Linked DNA regions of Rattus norvegicus: region 1 is linked to region 2. Evidence: chromatin contacts called from public Hi-C data. All regions are on one chromosome and are shown on one strand. The core of a region is the stretch at or near the end of the contact, and the rest is flanking DNA. Distances in the headings are between cores, read along the strand shown. Region 1 holds the start of Sorbs1 (sorbin and SH3 domain containing 1). Region 2 overlaps Sorbs1 (sorbin and SH3 domain containing 1).

Region 1 (2,927 bases), core at 179-2,678, 140 kb after region 2:
TTTTAATGCACCCTTCAATCACCACCTTGATATCTTCCCAGCCAAAACACACACTTAAATCTAAACAGAGGCATTAAAAAATAAAAGTAAAAAATGCATATGGTTAGACAAGCCATCCCTGGCCTTCGCTAAGGAAGAAAAAGGAAGCACCAGTGTTGGGGGCTGGAGGGTGTGTGGGGAGATACAGTCAGCGGCCTAACGTTCCAGGCAGGTTCTCCGGTGTCTCTAGATGAACCTCCCGCCTACCGACAGTGAAATCAATTTTAGCAATTTCAGTAGGTCGGCCCTGTGACAACAGGGGCATCCCAGAGCTCAGCGATTCAAACAAAAATCCAAAGGCTCATCCAGAACATGCTGGGAAAACCCTCGGACAGGATGAAATGAGCCGGCTCGGAGGGATCCCTTCTGCTTCCATGTAGCAGGGCATAATAAATTCCGTCTGCCCTGAAAGAGCATGCACTGATGAATTTCAAAGCCGTAGTAGACAAGCGGAGGTTCCAAGACACAGAATTCGACAGCAAATTGCCCTTCAGAGAGGCATAATGACTTTAAGCCTCTTTTCCTTCCTATCTCCAATGTCACTACCGCTTTTCAAGAAAAATCAGGAAGGACTGCCTGGGAAATAAGAGAAAGGAATAGCTTTAGGTCCCTTTGGTGACGGGCTGCCCTACAAGATGCTGTCATCCAGTCATCCAGTCATCCAGGGAAGCATGAAGGGGCCTGGGCGGTGAGCGGAAACACGGTATTCCGGGACACACACCCACCAACACTCAGGGATGCGGGCTGGTCTGGGCCAGCAACGTAGTCCTTGCTCCCTCCCGCCGCCCTCGGCTTTGGGGATGGAGTGGAGGGGTGTGCTGATGAATGAACACACCTGGGATGCCTCCATCCTGACACTTGTTCCCTCCTTCTCCCTTTGGCCGCAGCAGAAAAGACCCTCAGTAGTTTCACTTTCCAGTGCAAACCCACCCGGGCTCTCCCGTCCCCATCCACCCACACTGCAGCCAGCCCGAGGCGGGCGGACATTCCCTCCTGGCAGAGGCCATGATCGCACTTACCTTCACCTACCAAAAACGAAAAGGCATAAAGAAACCTACAATGCCCCAAGCTCCCCGCGTCCTAGCAACTTTTTGAAGGGATGGGGAGAGGGGACACGGAGCAGCCTGGAGACACGGCTCAGCGAAGGTCCCCCGCGGCCACCCGGGGATGCTCTGGGAGAAGGGGGGCCCCCAGGTCCCTCCAACAGCTGGCCCTTTAAAAGCACCTCCTCCGCGCGCGGAACAAAGGCGCCGCTCCGGGGGCCCGCTGTACCCGCCCGGGAGCTGCCGCCGGAGAGCGCAGCCGCCGCCCGCTTACCTCGCGGGTCCCCGGCAAGGGCTTACGCGCGTCCTGCCCGGCTCGCGCTCCACGCTGCAGTCAGCCCCGCTCTGTTTTTCTGCTACTCCGGGCTGACTTCACCAACACTGGGGCCGGCCAATGGGCGGCGGCGACCAGCCTCTCATTAGCATGGCCTGGAACGGTCCACTCCGGCAGCGCCCAGGGGGCGGGGCCTGGCCGGCCGTGACAGGAAGGGGCGTGTGCGCCAATGGGGAGGCGAGGAAGAGCCCGCCGCCAAGCCTGCGTCCCTGTGAGCCGGGCGCGTACCCGCGGATCCCCGCGGATAACGCGCGCGCACCCGCTAACCCTTTTTGCCCTGGGCTGCCCTCAAGTGCCTCCAGACGCTGGCACTAAGGTCTCTCTAAGGGTTTACCCACAGAGAGCTTGAAGGGAACAGTAAGCATAAAACAACAAACAATGTGTCCTAGCTATATACAAATTATTTAACCTTGTGCCCTTTTGCTAATCTGTAAAATGGCACCATAATTCCACTTGGTAGTGAATAAAACCTTGCTCATGGCGCTCTCTACCAGACAAGCGCCTAATACTTCCTGTTTTCTCTTTTGATTTTCACGGCCTTGTGAAAGAAACCCTCTTTACTAGTTTCTCTTGTTTTAGTCTTGCGTGGCCTCAAACTCACCGTGCAGCTAAGGGTGATCCTTCTGGGATTACAGGATGCCCCACATACACGCACAGCCCAGGCCAACCTCCTGACTCAGCCTCTAGAGCGGTAGGATTATCGGCTGCACCACTCTGCATCCTGACACTGGTATTTTATTTATACAACCTACATTCAAAGCTCAATGGTCATGAATGAGTTGAGCCCTGGGGTTACTAAGAGGGCCCTCCCCTTAAGAAGCTTGCGTCGAAGGGAGGGATAAATAAACCGGATCATCTGTAAATGAGCTAGAGTAATAACTGGGCACAGGCAAGAATAGGCAGGGTATGCAGTTTTGTCCCTGTGCTCCCTGTCTTCTAACCCTCTCCAGTACCCAAAAGAACAGCAGAAAAGGAAACAGGGAGGAGGGATTGTTTGCACTGGTTAGGCGAGGCAGCAAGAGGCAGTCTGGAACTTGCTATCTCACATCCTTAGGACACTCATCAAGGTAGGTGTCCTAGTTAAGGTTTCTACTGCTGCAACAAAACACCACCACGGCTAAAGCAACTTGAGGAGGAAAGGGTTTATGTGGCTCACACTTCCATAGCACTGTTCACCGTTGAAGGAAGCCACAACAGGAACTCGAGCAGAGCGGGAAGCTGGAGATGGGAGCTGATGTAGGTGACATGGAGGGATGCTGCTCACTGGCTTGCTCCCCGTGGCTCGATTAACCTGCTTTCGCACAGAATCCAGGACCAGGAGCCCAGGGTGGCCCATCCACAATGGGCGGAGCCCTCCCCCATCAATCACTAATTTAAAAATGCCCTACAGGCTTGCCTACAGCCCCATCTTAGGGAGGCATTTTCTTAATTGAAGTTCCCTCCTCTCAGATGACCTCAGCCTGCGTCAAGTCGACTTAAAACTACCCAGCACAGTAGGACAGTCACCTGAG
Region 2 (3,220 bases), core at 612-3,111:
TGCAGACAGTGGCCTGGTGGACACACAGACAGGAGAAGACAGCTACAAAGGGCAGGCTTCCCTGAGCTCCTCAGGCCCTCAGGAGCATTGGCACACCTGGCCTCAGAGAGGGGCCTGCTGGTCCTGAAGGCACTGGAGGGCCTCCTTTGCCTGGTTTCCTTCCTTGTCCTGTTTACCTCGGATGATGGGATAACTCACACACCTTCTTCCTGAACCCAGATACAGCCTCACTTTCCTAGGTACGCCCCTAAATCTGCAGCAAGAATTTCTGAGCTGGCTCCACAGCACAGGGACAGCCTTGCCCGTGGGGCATGGACAGAGCCCCAGAGCACAGGGACAGACTTGCCCGTGGGGCACATACAGTCCAAGCCCATCAACTGTTTTGCTGCAGAAAAGTCGCTCCACCCTGCTCCACCCAAACACCCCTTTTCTCTTGAGACGAATATCCTACACCTCCTTTGGAAAAGTCTGGATACCCTCATCGGGGTGTGGTTTATGCTGCTGTCAGAGAGAAAACCATCCCCTCTGAGCCACTGTAACCCTCCCCTGACTCCAACCCCAAGGGGTTCACACACATAGTGAAGGCCACACTCTTGCTGAGGACTCAATGGCCCACATCCGTACCCGGAGTGGGATGCCCACTTCATCCATAGACACACTGCTTAGGTCCTGTGCACTCCTCACCACCCGTCTGCTGTCATCCTTGGCTCTCCTTTCCGCAGCCCTGATGGGCGAGGTGAGTTCTGCCGGGGTTGGCACTGGGTCCTGCTCACCCACTCTTCTCTCTGAGGCGGGATCTGGAAACGACAAGCAACCACAAGCTGAAACTCCAAAACAAAAATCCTCTCCAGCAATCCAGCTAGGGGAAAGGGGTATTTGCTAAGTGCCTATTGGAACTGACCCCACATAGGGCGAGGGTCAGCCAAGTCCAGCCCACTGCTGGCCACCTGCTTTTATAAGTAAAACTTTACTGGAACACAGCCACGGCGGTTTGTCCTTACACTCTTTATGGATGTTTTCGTATTACCATGGCTGACTGGGTAAGCTTTGACCATTTGGCCTGCAAAGCATCAGATATTAATCTCCTGGCTCTTTGAAAGAAGTCTGCAGAGGTATGAAACTCATGATAAAGCATTACTGCAAAGTTCCTTTTTCTGTTCCGGACGCACTTAACCCTCCTCATTTACCTTTCCCAGGCCTTGGTTCTCCCACTCAAAACTACGGGAATGACATTTCCACTGGCAAGCTCACGGAGGCGCTGTACGCCAAAGTGCTCTGAAAGCTTGCTGTGTGCTCACTGTAGTTTATTTAACCTGGTTTAGATCGGAACTTACGGAGAGCCAACAAATGTTATCAGGCATGGTCTACGGTTCACAAACATATCATCGTTAATGTCTGTTTTCCAAGCCATGCAGTTACTACAGGGACCTTGCCCAAGCACCTGCTAGGTGTTCCGCCTAGCGTCCTGCATGGGGAGATGCAGATGGACCTCTCAGTCAGATACTCAGGCTTCCGGGGGCTTATACTCTCCTGGGCCAGCAAGGAGAATGCACAGCAGCAGCGAGGGCCAACAGAGGAGTCAGCACCCAGCTGAGCTGCAGAATTTAGGTTCAGAGCCAACTTGTCTAAGAGAAGCCAACCAGATGAAAAGAAAGCGGAGGACACTCCTGGCATAAGGAACAGCATCACTATGTGCCACCTTGAACTGCTCTGACTTAATCATGTGCCTGACATTCCATTAACACTTCGGTAAGACAAGAAGACTCTATAGTTTAAAAGAAAAAAAAAGCCTTAGAGACATCCAGGAGGTGCTGCGGGAACCAGCTGAGACGCCTTGGCAGAACACAGTCTTGCAGCCACCAGCACGAGAGTGACGGCAGATCTCTGTGGTAGAAGGAAGTGAGAGCAGAGCCAAGGGCTGAAGTCACACACTGAAGGAAGCCAAAGGAAACGGGCAGAGAAGCAGCGACTCCCCAGCCTCTGTGGAAGTCACCTGAGCAACAGGAAAGAGACACACTGCTCTGAGGGAGCAGTTCCAGGAGGGCGACAGGGGCAGGTACCAGACTGCAGAGAAAAGGAAATGTGTATGAAAAAGAAGCAGAGGTGAACTCCACACAGAGGAAGGAGTGTCAGATGGGGAAGATGGAGGGGAAAGAGCTTAAGCCAAGGCAGCCTGAGCGAAGAATGAAGTGTGCCTCTCCTCCAACCCTCCAGCAATTAGTAATTGCTCCCCGGCTGAGGAGAAGGGGAAAGAGCTGGACAGGGAGCAGGCTCTGGCAGGAAGGCAGGATTTGAGGTTCCATGCAAAGCTGTGATGAAGTCAGAGATGTCCGTGTGTGAGGGAGTGGCTGAGGGGCTGAGGAACAGCGAAGACCGCAAGCTCAGGTTTTCGAACACTCATTCCGTCTACTCAACAGAGTCACTCTGCCCTGACTCCAGGCAAGCTTTATTCAAGAGGGCAGAATGGTTTCTAAACATCCTGGTAGAGCTAACTCACTCTGAACACCACCTTGTCTGGAATGTAGAGACTATGAGGACCACGGGCATGTTCAATGTTCCTGGGACAAATAATTCTTTTAAAAAGTGATTAAGGCAAGTGGTTCTAACAGTTGTTAACACTCAGCCCTGGGTTTTTCTAGTTACTTTAAACTATAAAAACCAGCCCCACCCACCCCTCCTTTAAACTTTAGAAGCTTAAGGTCACAGGATTCTGGTACCTGGAGGATTCAGACCCCAAAGGAAAAAAATGTTATTTGATATGGTAAAGACCTAAAGGGGTTCGCAACTGTTCCAGATAAGTCACATAACACTGCATTCACACTACAGCTTTATATCATATTCTGGTGTGTCATATATCTATGTCATATCTGTATCATCATGTTTCTAGTTTTATAGTGTGCTTCTTAAATTGGGGGACAGAGAGATGGCTCAGTGATTAAGAGTACTTTCTGCTCTTAAAAAAGACACAGCCTCCATGTGGTAGCTCATATCCACCTTTAACTCCAGATCCAGGAGATTCACTGCTGTCTTTTAGCCTCCACAGGCACCAAGCACACACAGTACTCATACAGCCACGCATGCAAATGCTCATACAGGTAAAGTAAAAATAAATAAATTTAAAAGAAGTCAATCACTAATCAAATGATAATGAAAACCTCGAATGGGGCTCTCTCAAGAGGAGGTGGAGCAGATTTCTTGTGTATCCAAACCTTTGTAACGG

What was found. Hi-C and Micro-C count contacts between places; a contact is called where the count stands out from the background.
Region 1: a contact with region 2 is called in a Hi-C map of psoas muscle, with 5 times the contacts expected there. The contact joins the promoter of Sorbs1 here to the enhancer-like site in region 2. A contact is called at or near these places in 2 of 12 Hi-C or Micro-C datasets (liver and psoas muscle) and 1 of 1 datasets of contacts at active chromatin or transcription factors (oligodendrocytes).

What each region holds. Positions count from the first base shown.
Region 1 is chr1:249,278,180-249,281,106 of GRCr8, forward strand. It overlaps Sorbs1 (sorbin and SH3 domain containing 1), which reads right to left and starts at 1,429. Exons shown (of 32, transcript NM_001421361.1): 1 at 1,357-1,429.
Region 2 is chr1:249,133,455-249,136,674 of GRCr8, forward strand. Sorbs1 (sorbin and SH3 domain containing 1) reads right to left here. Exons shown (of 32, transcript NM_001421361.1): 11 at 625-797. Among named protein-coding and RNA genes, the nearest start is that of Pdlim1, 95 kb to the left of the region's middle. Within about 2 kb of position 1,862, at least 22 of the 93 cell types and tissues checked have an H3K27ac peak or open chromatin away from gene starts, as enhancers often do. A contact at or near this core is called in liver, where this site is marked.